Regions from separate parts of the Anas platyrhynchos genome. Here region 2 is linked to region 1. Evidence: chromatin contacts called from public Hi-C data. All regions are on one chromosome and are shown on one strand. The core of a region is the stretch at or near the end of the contact, and the rest is flanking DNA. Distances in the headings are between cores, read along the strand shown. Region 1 holds the start of EEF1E1 (eukaryotic translation elongation factor 1 epsilon 1). Region 2 has its middle 81 kb from the start of EEF1E1.

What was found. A called contact is a pair of places that touch in the nucleus more often than the background predicts.
Region 2: a Hi-C map of skeletal muscle shows a contact between it and region 1, with 4 times the contacts expected there. The contact joins the enhancer-like site here to the promoter of EEF1E1 in region 1. A contact is called at or near these places in 2 of 8 Hi-C or Micro-C datasets (skeletal muscle and small yellow follicle).

Annotation. Positions count from the first base shown.
Region 1 is chr2:90,389,727-90,392,451 of IASCAAS_PekinDuck_T2T, reverse strand. EEF1E1 (eukaryotic translation elongation factor 1 epsilon 1) reads left to right here and starts at 1,349. Exons shown (of 4, transcript XM_027451599.3): 1 at 1,349-1,508. The coding sequence starts at 1,428.
Region 2 is chr2:90,470,975-90,473,699 of IASCAAS_PekinDuck_T2T, reverse strand. No RefSeq gene overlaps it. Among named protein-coding and RNA genes, the nearest start is that of EEF1E1, 81 kb to the right of the region's middle. Within about 2 kb of position 1,414, at least 3 of the 8 cell types and tissues checked have an H3K27ac peak or open chromatin away from gene starts, as enhancers often do. A contact at or near this core is called in small yellow follicle, where this site is marked.

The DNA.
Region 1 (2,725 bases), core at 100-2,599:
TTTAGATCATTCTTTGATATCCCATTGGGACACAGCTGGCACAGCTGGAACCCTGGCTTTGCAAAATACTGCTGCAGGAAAGAAGATGAAGGGCTACACCAAAATACACTGCCATTTTCAAAGCAGAGCAGCTTTTTAAAACTCAAGGTGCTTTGCAGATGTTAATATAAAAAAGCAGATTTTTTTTCCGCAAAAGGTGAAAAATCCACTCATGGTTTCAGGATTCTTACCCTTTCAGATGAAGGCTCTGTGGCCACTTTCAGAATTTTTCTGCAACAGAAGGTACAAATCTAAATGTCGCCTTCTATCAAGACAAGTGTTTCAGTGAAGAACCAGGACACTTGTCAGGATCATCTTATTCAAGATGATTAACACAGCCCTGAGCCTGTATTTTGAAATTCTCCATACCAGGACAAGATTAGCTCATTGCTTTTAGTAAGAGCACTAGCTTGGCATTTAGTAGTCTTCTATCAAGAATTACATTTTGGTATGCTGGACAAATAGGTCTGCCAATTAAAAATTGTTTTAATTTCTAACATTTATGAGAGGCAGAGATATGATACTTGCATCAGAATATCTTCAATTAAAAAGGTGATTAAAGCGTGTCTTTAACAAATTTTAATCATAGAATCATTAAGGTTGGAAAAGAGCCCCAAGATCATCTGGTCCAATCATCACCCTGCTAGCAATGCCACCCACTGCACCATGTTCCCAAGCACCACGTCCAACCTCTCCTTGAACACCCCCAAGGACAGTGTCTCCACCACTTCCCTGGCAACCCGTCCCAGCACCTGACTGCTCTTTCTGAGCAGAAATGTCTCCTCGTTTCCAACCTAAACCTCCCCTGGTGCAACTTGAGGCCATTCCCTCTAGTCCTATCACTAGTTACCTGTGAGAAGAGGCCAACCCCCAGCTCCCTGCACCTTCCTTTCAGGTAGCTGTAGAGTGAAATGAGGTCTCCCCTGAGCCTCCTCCTCTCCGGACTGAACCACCCCCCACCTCAGCCACCCCCCACCAACACACCACCGAACACCACATGAATTTATTAATTTTATTTATTTATTCATTCATTTATTTATTTATTTATACATTTATTTATTTCATCAGGAGGTAACCGCCGCCTTCGCCGCACCGGGCTCCCACACACGCAGCGCTGCCGTCCCGCCGGGAGGCGCGGCTCAGCGCCCAGCGCGCGCATGCGCAGCACACCAAGTGAGGGGAGCGCCTCCTCTGCGCAGGCGCCCTCCGCAAGCCGAAGGACACCCACAAGCCGGAGAGCCCCCCCGGCGCGTGCGCGGGCTGAGCCGAGCGCCCGATTGGCTCGCCGCTCTCCCGCAGCCCAATAGCGGCGACGGTTGCTAAGGGGGCGCGGCGTCCGGCCGCCCAACGTGCTCGCCGGTTGTTGGCGGCGGCGGTTGCGAGGGAAGATGGCGGCGGAGCTGGCGCTGCTGGAGGGGACGCTGGGCCTGCGGAACGGGACCAAGTACGGCGCGCAGGGGGAGCGGCAGGTGATGGGAGCCGGCGGGGTCCCCGCGCCGCGCCAGCCCGGCCGCGGCCCTTCCCTGGGCGGCTCGGCCTCCTCCCCGCTCGCTTCGTGCCCCGCAGGCGCAGGGCCGCGCTGCCGGCCCCCAGCCGCGCCCCCTCTGCCCGCCCGTCAGCGGCTGGGAACGGGCTCGGCCTGCGGGCAGCGCGGCTGTGTGCGTGCTGGGGTGGTTAAATCCTGGGCCAGCGGTCAGCTCTTAATGTTAGAAATGCAGCCACGGCAAAGAGCTGTGGCTGTTAAATGCCTTCTCGAGGTAGCTGGCTGGGTGTTTTTGAAGCTCACAGGGAAGCATTGCTTTGTGTGATATAAAAAACAAACGCGGGGGAGTCACAAACGTGTAGCAGCTTTCACGTTGCTTCCTCTCTGCGATGAATCACAGAAGCATTGCTGTTCATTTATGCTTTTGTGTGTTTTCTCTTTTCTTGTAAGCATTCTTTGGTTTCAAATATAACAAGCTTCCATAAACATGTAACAGTCCAGCTGGTGTTTTAATGCTTTTGCTGTAAAGTGTAAGTCTGAAGAAGTGGGTCATGAAATCTGTCCATGGTTTTTCTGACTTCAGTGGAAAAACAGAACAGTCAAGGACTTTGCATAAAAATGTGAAACAAATACTGTGCTTCAAGTTTGCATTGCATATTAATTACATCTGAAAGTGGACAGTGTCTTGTGTGGTCATTTGATGCCATAAGTGGCTGAATGGGTTTTAGGCTGCTGCAGTGAGGTTCATTTCATTTGTGACCCATAGTGGCTCTGTTTCCTTTCCCACTCAAAAAGGCTTGCAGTACTTGTTCTATTATTTCCTATATCTTCTAAAGTAATATCTTAAGACAAACTGACTTGTTTACTAGTACCTTCTTTTATACCCCAAAAGTCTGTGTGGTGTGTTCAGTCAATTCTGTACAATTTGGTTCATTGTTCTTTTTTTTTTTTTTTTTTCCCTCTTTGGAGCAATATTTGTGATACAGTAGCAAGGATCCAGTTCCAAAGTCAACTTGTTTTGATGTTCTCTCAAGTTTAATATGTTATGTAACTTACTATGTTGCCTTCAGAAACTCTGCGTATCTAACTCACATTTATGCTTCTTTGTAAAATACAAGAGATGTCTTTTTTCAAATCTTAATCAGTGTTTATGATAACAGGTATCTTCACCTTCAGCATTTAAATTTAAACACTTTAAAAGGC
Region 2 (2,725 bases), core at 165-2,664, 81 kb before region 1:
CTTCCCTTCCCTTCCCTTCCCTTCCCTTCCCTTTCCAGTTCTCTTTTACACCTCTTGTTTTTTACCCCAAATAATTTTTTTCCTTTCCTTCACTATGACCTATTCCCTCCTGAAGAACCCCATGAGCTCCCACAGAATGAGAATTCCCCATGCAACAAGTAAATATATGGCTCAGTTACAAGCAGAGGATGCATGCATGGCCATTCCAGTTTTGTAGGCATTCCCTCAGATATACTTCACCTGATGGTGACCTACAGATATGTAATCACCCTAGCATCATTGTCTGCCAGCATCCATTGCAAACTGCGATCCAGTTTTGAGCCTGGCAAACACATCAGTAAATCACCATGATTAGAAAGGCCAGTTTAAGGCCATATGCAAGGAAGGAAACAGAACAGAGTTTTTCAACATGCACTCCGTGGCACTCCCATGCAATGAAATGTAGTAATTCCAGACACAAACATACATAGCACCACGCTCATTTGCAGAGTGAGTAGAGAAGGGTAATATGGAGCTTGCTGGCTTCCCTGTTGTACCTTATGTAGAAGGTGGATTCCCAACAGCAGCAGGCAGATGGCCCACTTCATGTGCCAGCCTGAAGCAGCATAGCTACTCACACTGCTGGCTGTGTCCAAAAAAGACACTGGAAAGCCTGCCATGTAGGATCATTTCAGTAATGGTTCTCACTGGGCTACCTAACTGATAATCTTCTCCCCCTGGTATACACAGCAGAACCACAACTCAGTGCACTCAAAGCTACAGGAGCCACTGTAAAACTTCACAGTAAATTAAGTACAATTAGCAGAACAAACACCACCACTGCTAGCCTCATAGTCTTGTAATTACTCTGACAGCACTTATTATTTGGACCATTTCTCAAATCGGTGGACTTTGTAAATGAATATCATCATAAATAAAGTCCTTTTCCAAATAGAGTATCCCTGGGTACAGTGGAAACTTGAGGAAGAGATTTGATCTTCTAGTTGAAGGAATCTCATAAAGTTCCTGCGCTGAAGACAGTACCCATCAGACTCTGTCAAGTGAATGCCAGAAAGAGAGCTACAAAGAGAACCCATGACCTAGTTCTTACTGACTAAAGCAGTGTTTAGATGTTGCATTTTTGAGTCATGTCCAAATGGTGTTCTGATACCATTTGCAGGAGACTGCAGGAGAAAATCTGGCTGGAAAACAGGATTGTGTCAGACTGCCCATTTCCAGCAGCAGTTCTGTTGGGTTGGTCCTCAGTGAGTCTGTGAAACTCTGTCATTATGGGATGATGTAAATAAAGTGCACAGCCTTTTACACACAGCTTAAAACAGATTTTCCCACTGATGCCTGTCCCTATTCATTTTTGGTTGGTGTTTATGAAAGCACTCCACACTTAGCCTTAGGCTTGCATTGAACATCCCACGCCTAAATAGTGTACCTTGATAAGGAGCCAGCCTGGCTAGACCAAATACTAGTGTTCAGTGTCAGAGGTGCAGCCTAGTGGGACTCTGGAGACACAACACACTTGCAAGATCATCACAATAGTTATCTTGTAACCAGATGTGGGATGGCTGGCATTTTTAGCATCTCAAATTCCTTCTGAATCCAATGGAGTCTGTCCATCTCTGCAGCTTCTGGGAACTTGTTAACTCTGCTGCGGTTTTGGTACACAAATACAGATGGAGGTGACTGAGCTCAGTCAGCAAGGCTTGAAATACTGTGACTAGTACAGCTTACAGTATAATTATTTGGAAAGGTTCATCACCTTTCCTACTACGCTGACTTTACTGAATGACAGTGTGGTGACAATTTGTTCCATTTTCTACAATAGGATAAAGGTGAACTCAGGACTCACCTGTTGAGAGCATTGAAATGCCTAAGTGAAAGGTGTCTGGAAATGACAAGATCTCAACCCAGAAATAAGCTGTAGTAACAAAAAGATTACCATTTGTGATACTCACCTCTGCTATGCAGAGGCAAGGCATGGACAAGTGCCTGGAGGGATAAATAGCCAAATTTGTGAGAAAAGATAGAAAAGAAGGAAATTCTTCATAATTTAAGTAGTGTTTTTTGACTCCTTACTTCATAGTTTACTACTTCTGAAAGTTTCCAATGTACTTAGACTTAAAACTTTAGATAAGGGAATTTAAAATGCATTTGTTATTCAGACAGGAGGGGCCACTAGGTGGCACAAAAGTTGCCCTAGTTTCAGTATTTTTTTTTTTTCAAGACTGGAAAATGACCCTCCAGGAGGTGAACTACTTTATACCTACAACACTGTAATTCAGTCATCAACGGAAATACATGGATGTTTAGCAGGCTGAAATTCTTTAAATCCATTCTGTACTGCTGCACTGTGGGGTTAGTGTGGTTCTATTATTGTTCTCCACCCCCAAAACAAAAACAAAAACACAAAAAAAATGTTGGTTTGCTTTTAAAGAAGTGATTGATTCAATGTCATAGAAAGGAAAGCAATTCTGTAGAATAAGAAGAGAGGGAAAAATAAAAGCAATGCAATATTTTTTGTATTACAAACCAAAGATGCAAACCCAGAAAAAGTTGACAGATTGATTGTACAAAAATGTGAAGGGAATTATGATGTGCCGAACAAGAACATTGTGCACTGCTGTGTAGTAGAGCCTAGAGAAAGCCCCCATTGGCAAGACGCCCTGACTTCAATGATGTAAGATTTTTTTTTTTTAGAAGGGGTGACAGTGACATTAGGAAAAGGAAGAAG